Linked DNA regions of Sus scrofa: region 2 is linked to region 1. Evidence: chromatin contacts called from public HiChIP or PLAC-seq data. All regions are on one chromosome and are shown on one strand. Each heading gives the region's core, a stretch centred on a gene start, on an enhancer-like site or on the middle of the called end of the contact. The rest is flanking DNA. Distances are from core to core; before and after follow the strand shown. Region 1 holds the start of VARS (valyl-tRNA synthetase). Region 2 holds the start of ZBTB12 (zinc finger and BTB domain containing 12).

Region 1 (3,888 bases), core at 853-3,352:
CTCACAGATTCTAGTTGGATTGTTTCTGCTGTGCCACAAGGGGAACTCTGGTTCTACCTTTTTTGGTTTCTTCAAGTCCTTTACTTCCCGCAACCATGTTCTTATCCTTGCTCTAAAATCACCTCAGTGTTGACTTAGGTATAAACTATTTTGGTTTTTCTTTTCTCTACCTCTGACAGCATCTGTGGAACCCTCCATTCTGTGGATCAGGTAAGACTGTAACAAGGGCCCTGATAGGGTCTTGGGGAAGGAGAGGGGAGAGCTTAAGGGCTGGGAACTTGCATCTTGTCTCTGGTTCTAATGATGGTGTTCATCTTCTTTTCTTAGTATCTCAACATCAAACTAACTGACATCAGTGTCACAGACCCTGAGAAATACCCTCACATGGTGAGTTGTAGATGGTAGAGATGAGGAAACACCTCTCAAAGCAGGAGGTCCCTGGGTGGATAGAGGACATTTTTGAAGCGTGTTTTTTTTTTACATTTGTGTATCTTTGTCCAGTTATCAGTGAAGAACTGCTTCATCCGAGGCTCAGTGGTTCGCTATGTGCAGTTGCCAGCAGATGAGGTTGACACACAGTTGCTACAGGACGCAGCAAGGAAGGAGGCCCTGCAACAGAAGCAGTGATGGCTGCTCCTCCCTTTCCCTCCTTCCATCGGTGATTCTGAGCCTCATGTCCCAGCTCAGGATGCCTCCCTCCCATACTTGAGGTGTTGTTTTTTTCACAGCAAAGTTTTTGTGTTTTTTTTAAGGGATGAGTGGATGAGAGTAATAATAATGGAGAGCTACTCTCCTGTATTGAGAAGGGGAGGAAAAGGAAGCCCGGGAACTGCGAAGCCTTCCCTATCCCCAGCACCTGCCTTTCTCACTTCTTCCCTGGAGGTGGGAGAATCTCCCAGGTCTTTCTAGGGTAGCATGTGATTCATTCTGGGGATGGAAGGAATCTGTCCCGCATCGGGAATAAAATTTATGATGCAAATTCGAGTTCTGGTTCTGTGTTTTGGGAAGGGGGCTAGAGAGTGGGAAAGGGATGCTGAATTCACCCAGCCCTGTTACTCTCATTACCCAAGCCAAGGCCCCAACCCGTCCTGTCCGTATTGGCTACCACTCTTCCTGATACAAACCGTACCTCAGTTGGACTGCATGCCCCCTACCTATGCAGCCTACCTACCATAGCCTTTTCCTAATACTGTACCTGCGAATGTTTGCTGTCCTTGTATTAAGGTGGAAGCTAATGAGACACCTAAATGCGTTTGATGCTGGATCTAGTGCTTCCCCAATATCTATTGCATATAAATACAAGTGACAACTTTCATTGTGGAGAGTTGTGACTGGGAATTAACTCTAAACTCATTTAGCAAGTAAGAGTTCCCGCCCCAGATGAGGGTTCTCAGGACGAAGGGCCGTTAGAAGCCATCCAATTCGACTCCCTCCTCCCACGTAGAAGGAAATGAGGCTCAAGGAGAAGCTGGACACCAGGACCTCGGCCAAACGGACCCCTACCCACGTTGGCGTCAGGAGCCGCCCTCCGCCGCCGCCGCGTGAAGGCCCGCTGGCACCGCCCTCCCGCCCCGCCCCGCCCCGCCCCCCCCGCCCCACCCCGCCCCGCCCGAGGACCCGTACGGGGTGCCCGCGGCGGCGCCTGACGGGAGTGCGGTTCCCGGCGCGTCCTCCCCGACCCCGTCTCCCGTGCCCGCGGCCCGCACGGTTCCTCGGGAGCGCAGTCTGCGGCGGGCGGCGCACCCCTGGGCCAAGATCGGCCAGGCAGCGCCGGCACACGCAGGCGGGGCACGGGCGCCCGTGCCAGGACCCCGGGGCCCGGAAACGCTCGTAGTCACAAAGGGGGGAACACGTGGGCGCAGATTGCCCGGGCGGCTGTCGCAGGGATCTAGGGTCACCGGGAGGACCGCCCACCATCCCCGCCCGCCGGACGCCTCAGCCCCGGTTGCCAGGCCCGTCTAACTTCGGCCGGCGCCCGGCTATGAGGTGGATGCCCGGCTCTGTGTGACCATCTCCCTCCAGTAGGTACATGTGGCCTGAACCCGCGTCCTACTGGCCGCGGAGAGGCTCTTTCGAGCCTCCCCACGCCCGTAGGGCTCGCGGGCTTGGGGAGTTACCCACTGTCATTGCCACTCCGAGAGCAGGGTCCTCGGATCTTGAGGCCCCATCAGATCCTCAGTTCTGGGGGCCTCGGGAGCCTGAGGTAGGGGAGCTACTCAGGAGCCCCCGGGTCCCTCGGTCTTACTCTGTCCCCTTTTCTCTTAGGGTTTTTCCACCTCGTTCGGACTTCCTGCACAACCATGTCCATCCTCTACGTCTCTCCTCACCCCGATGCCTTCCCCAGCCTCCGAGCCCTCATAGCTGCCCGCTACGGCGAGGCTGGGGAGGGTCCAGGATGGGGAGGAGCCCACCCCCGCGTCTGTCTTCAGCCGCCCCCGGCCAGCAGGACTCCCTTTCCCCCACCCCGCCTGCCCGCCCTGGAGCAGGGGCCCGGTGGGCTCTGGGTGTGGGGAGCCACGGCCGTGGCCCAGCTGCTGTGGCCAGCAGGCCTGGGGGGCCCTGGAGGTAGTCGGGCCGCTGTCCTTGTCCAGCAGTGGGTCAGTTACGCAGACACGGAGCTAATACCAGCTGCCTGTGGGGCAACGCTGCCAGCTTTGGGACTCCGAAGCTCTGCCCAGGACCCCCAGGTGAGAAGAAGCTGAGCGGGGGAGAGGGGCAGGAGGGAATTTCGAAGAGGGCAGTGAGCCAGAAAGATACTATGTCAGAAAAAGACTGGTCACCCCTACTTGCCATCTGGTGTGGCAGACGTGGGCAGCTTTCTTGACCTCCGGGAGCCTTGGTCTTCCTATGCCTATGGAAACGAAAATTGAGGACATGTTGAGAAGATTAAAAGATGTGTCAGAGCACATAATCTGATGCCAGATGCTCTGCCGTTTCTGAGTGAGGGAGGGCTCGATGGATCTGAAACTGATAAGGTTAGACGTTACTGAATTGTAGGAAAAGACTAGGGCCAGGGAAAGAAGTAGAACACCAGGAGACTGGTGCAGAGGCACCAGGCCTGGACTGATGACAGTTGGCTGGGGAGAAATGCAATGAAGAGGAGGGAAAGTAGGGGAAAAGAGAGCAAATCACACAAGATTACAGCCGGAAGTCTTTTCAGAGTGGGTCTGTGCCTTACCGTCCTTATAACACCATCTCCTCACAGAATGTTGAGCACAGGTTCAATATTTAGTACTTTTTGGATTTTTTTGTTTTTGTTTTCTTTTGTCTTTTTGCCTTTTCTAGGGCCTCTCCTGCAGCATATGGAGGTTCCCAGGCTAGGGGTCGAATCGGAGCTGTAGCCACCAGCTTACACCACAGCCACAGCAACTCCGGATCTGAGCTGCATCTGCAACCTACACCACAGCTCACGGCAACACCGGATCCTTAACCCACTGAGCAAGGCCAGGGATCGAACCCGCAACCTCATGGATCCTAGTCAGATTCGTTAACCACTGCGCCACAACGGGAACTCCGATACTTAGTACTTTTTGACTGAATGAATGAAATGACTGGAATGACTTAGATCCTGGCTTGCTCTCTCACATCCTGACTTCCCTGTCTGAATAGAAGCCCCTTCTCTGGAATTCTCTGTCCCCTTCAACCTAATTTATTTCTCTTCATAGCACTGAAGGAGAAAAATAAGGGAATACGTTGTACATTTGCACACTTGCTATCTCCCCTACTAGAATGTAAATGCCAACAGGTCAGGGGCTCCATTTGTTCAGTTGTCTCATTTATTAGAGACGTGCCTGGCCTGCAGTGTATACTTGGTAAATATTTGTTGAAGCAACCGTGTAATCTTTAACTTCCTGCACTTAGTGTATTGCACCTGACATATAATAAGTG
Region 2 (3,888 bases), core at 474-2,973, 98 kb before region 1:
TGGGTGAAGGCATAAAAAGAGAATTTAAAAGGGAAAGGCAAAGAGTAGAGGCACCTTCTGAATACCACCCCCACTGCCCCTCCAAAGGGCATCCCTGAGTTCAGGATTCAGTTTAAATCAGGAACAAACATTTTATGGGTGGATACTGGCTGAACTGAAGAGGAATGACTTCAATAGTCAGTCATTTATTGTATGACTTTTATTTGCAAAACAGGATGTAATTCACGCAATAAAGTTTACCATCTAATGGGGAAACCCGATACCCCGATACTTTTTTTTTTTTTTTTTTTGTCTTTTTTTTGCCATTTCTTGGGCCACTCCCGAGGCACATGGAGGTTCCCAGGCTAGGGGTCGAATCAGAGCTGTAGCTGCCAGCCTACGCCAGAGCCACAGCAACGCGGGATCCGAGCCACGTCTGCGACCTACACCACAGCTCACGGCAACGCCGGATCCTTAACCCACTGAGCAAGGACAGGGATTGAACCCACAACCTCATGGTTCCTAGTCGGATTCGTTAACCACTGCACCATGACGGGAACTCCGGGAAACCCGATATTGAACACATTCTATCACTAGCAGTTCCACCAGCACTGATGTGTAAGAACAATACTGTAGTCTCCTGGAAGATACAATAAACACATCCAGTAGGCAGGAAACAGAGGCTTCTTCACCTGGACTTGGATGGGTGGGGAAGTGAATGTAGGTATGAGGGATGCAAGGAAGAGGAAGGGAAGGGAGTCGGCCTTCTAGGCGCTAAGAAATGCCAGTGGTGAAGCCATGGAGACTGTAGCTTAGTTTGGGAGTGACAGAGAAAGAGAAGGCAACGGTGCAGAGTTGAGGAAGGGTCTTGTGTAGGGCAGTGGAGCTCTGACTTGGTCAGTTGTGTGGAAGGGCAGGCGTGAGGACGCTGACAGTTGGAAAGATTAAGGATAGCTGAAATGTACTAATATAAATGTTCATATAATTAGGAGAATTCGTACTAGGGCTAATTATACAGCAGGGGTGAAAGGGACAAGGTCATGGATACTGAGAGGGCATTTACCTTGGCAAGAAATTGGGATCAATTCTGAAAGTGGAGGGAGGGGGACGATAGGTGTGATTCTCATAAGATTTTGAGACGGAGGAGAGGAAGTCGAGGATACTGGACTGCCTGGCCTTGTAGGAAGTTAAAATACCTTTTAGGCCAGGAGTGCTGGGGTGGTTATTATGCTTCAGAAGTATTGGAAAAGTCTGATAGTGTGGCGGGAGGGACTGCGAGGATTCTCAGCAGGGCAACAGCAACCAACAGCTTCTTACAGCCACGAGGTGGTCTGGGACCCCCGCTCCGCACAGCTGGGCCACAGCAGCACCAGCCGCAGGAGCAGGTGGCAGCGCCACCCGCGGGGAGCCAGGCAGGCGGGGACCGCAGGGGGCGGGGGCGCGCGCTGAGGGGCGAGGAGCCGGCTGCGCCGCGGGAGGGCGGCCGGGACCGGGGGGCGGGCCCGAGCGAGCGGGCCTCCGCGCGGCATTTGGCACGCACGCGCAGACTGGCCGCGGGGCCGGGAGGCACAGAGGAGGGGGAGCCAGAAAGAGGGGGGTGCGGAACGTATTTCCGCTCTGGCGGACAAATAATACTGGCCAAAGGGGAGGCCAGGCTGTCTGGCCCTTTAACCGTGTGGGGGGGCGCTGGCGAAGAAAGGGGGGTCGGGAAAGGGGGAATCCTGCTCCTTTAATTCCCTCCCCTCTTCCTCCTCCCTGAGTTCTCGCCGACGCCGCCGCGCGCGGGGCCTGGAACACACGGCACGAGCCGCCCCCGCCCCTCCCCCCTTACGCCCACGCGGAGCCGGCCCCGCGCGCGCGCCCCGTGCACCCCCGCGCCTGCGCGCTGCCCAGGCCTTGCCCGTGTGTGGGGGCGCAGCCGGCCCCGGGGGGGTGGGGGAAATAGGGGGGTAAAAAAACAGCGCGCGGAACCGGGCCAGGTGAGAGGCGCGTGCACTCAGGGTCGCGGGGCGGGGGGGGGCGTGCCACGGAGTTCTGAAGGCGTGGGGGGGGCGTGCACGATGCGTGCAGGCCGTGGGGGGAGGACGTGAAAAGCGCGTGCAAACGTGCAAGGGGGGGGGCGGAGGAATGAGGCAGCGGGTAAAGGAGGCGGGGTGAGAAAAGGCTGCAGCCGGGGCCACCCCAGAGCCCCAGGCCTCTGCTCCCCCTTCTGCCGACCTTCCCCCGTGGGTGCGCGGGCTCGCCCCATCATCGCGGGCGGTCGGGCTGGGGGGTGTGGACGCCGCTGCCCCGCCCCCGGGAACCACGCCTCCCTCCTCTCCGAGGGACAGCGCCTCCCCGGGGGCTGGGGAAACTGAGGAAGAGGCTTGAAGACCCGCTGATCTGATGCTGGGGGGCCAGGCAAGAATGAGAGTGCGAGGCCTGGAGCCTTGGCTTAGGAAAGCCAGAGACCTTTGTCTCTGACTGGTTTCCTTCCCAACCAGGGTTGCCCACCCTCGCCACAATGGCCTCTGGGGTGGAAGTCCTGCGCTTCCAGCTGCCTGGCCACGAGGCCGCTACACTGCGGAACATGAACCAGCTCCGCGCAGAGGAGCGGTTCTGCGACGTGACCATTGTGGCCGACAGTCTCAAGTTCCGCGGCCACAAGGTCATCCTGGCTGCCTGCTCGCCGTTCCTGCGGGACCAGTTCCTGCTGAACCCCAGCTCTGAGCTACAGGTCTCGCTGATGCACAGTGCACGCATAGTGGCTGACCTGCTGCTCTCTTGCTACACGGGCGCCCTGGAATTCGCCGTCAGGGACATCGTTAACTACCTGACGGCCGCCTCCTACCTGCAGATGGAGCACGTGGTGGAGAAATGCCGGAATGCCCTCAGCCAGTTCATCGAGCCCAAAATAGGCCTCAAAGAGGATGGGGTCAGCGATGCCAGCCTTGTGAGCAGTGTCAGTGCCACCAAATCCCTTCTCCCTCCTGCCAGGACCCCAAAGCCAGCCCCCAAACCCCCACCCCCACCCCCTCTCCCCCCTCCACTCCTGCGGCCTGTGAAGCTGGAGTTCCCGCTGGATGAGGACCTGGAGCTGAAGGCCGAGGAAGAGGATGAGGATGAGGATGAGGACGTGTCTGACATCTGCATCGTCAAGGTGGAGTCGGCCCTGGAGGTGGCACACCGGCTCAAACCTCCCGGAGGCCTGGGAGGAGGTCTGGGCATCGGAGGCTCTGTGGGCAGCCACCTTGGAGAGCTGGCCCAGAGCAGCGTGCCCCCCAGCACTGTGGCCCCACCGCAGGGCGTGGTGAAAGCCTGCTACAGCCTTTCCGAGGATGCGGAAGGGGAGGGCCTGCTGTTGATCCCCGGCGGCAGGGCCAGCGTGGGGGCCACCTCAGGCCTGGTGGAGGCAGCAGCGGTGGCCATGGCTGCCCGGGGGGCGGGGGGCAGCCTGGGGGCGGGGGGCAGCCGGGGACCCCTCCCCGGCGGCTTTTCCAGTGGAAATCCCCTCAAGAACATCAAGTGCACCAAGTGCCCGGAAGTGTTCCAGGGCGTGGAGAAGCTGGTCTTCCACATGCGGGCTCAGCACTTCATCTTCATGTGCCCGCGCTGCGGCAAGCAGTTCAACCACAGCAGCAACCTCAACCGGCACATGAACGTACACCGCGGCGTCAAGTCGCACTCGTGTGGCATCTGCGGCAAGTGCTTCACGCAGAAGTCCACACTGCACGACCACCTCAACCTCCACTCTGGAGCAAGGCCCTATCGCTGCTCCTACTGTGATGTGCGCTTCGCTCACAAGCCTGCCATCAGGCGGCATCTCAAGGAGCAGCACGGCAAGACCACTGCCGAGAACGTGCTGGAGGCCAGCGTGGCTGAGATCAACGTCCTCATCCGCTAGCGCTGGCAGGGGCAGGCGCTGGGGCC

What was found. HiChIP or PLAC-seq counts read pairs in DNA pulled down with a chosen protein or histone mark.
Region 2: an H3K27ac HiChIP or PLAC-seq map of alveolar macrophages shows a contact between it and region 1. The contact joins the promoter of ZBTB12 here to the promoter of VARS in region 1. A contact is called at or near these places in 1 of 5 promoter capture datasets (liver), 2 of 47 Hi-C or Micro-C datasets (embryonic fibroblasts and epiblast stem cells) and 2 of 2 datasets of contacts at active chromatin or transcription factors (alveolar macrophages and skeletal muscle).

Annotation. Positions count from the first base shown.
Region 1 is chr7:23,897,479-23,901,366 of Sscrofa11.1, reverse strand. It overlaps VARS (valyl-tRNA synthetase), which reads left to right and starts at 2,102. Exons shown (of 33, transcript NM_001195378.1): 1 at 2,102-2,687. The coding sequence starts at 2,301. It overlaps LSM2 (LSM2 homolog, U6 small nuclear RNA and mRNA degradation associated), which reads left to right. Exons shown (of 5, transcript NM_001123136.1): 3 at 180-210; 4 at 328-387; 5 at 502-982. The coding sequence ends at 627.
Region 2 is chr7:23,994,815-23,998,702 of Sscrofa11.1, reverse strand. It overlaps ZBTB12 (zinc finger and BTB domain containing 12), which reads left to right and starts at 1,723. Exons shown (of 2, transcript NM_001101821.1): 1 at 1,723-1,958; 2 at 2,463-3,888. The coding sequence starts at 2,483. The coding sequence ends at 3,862.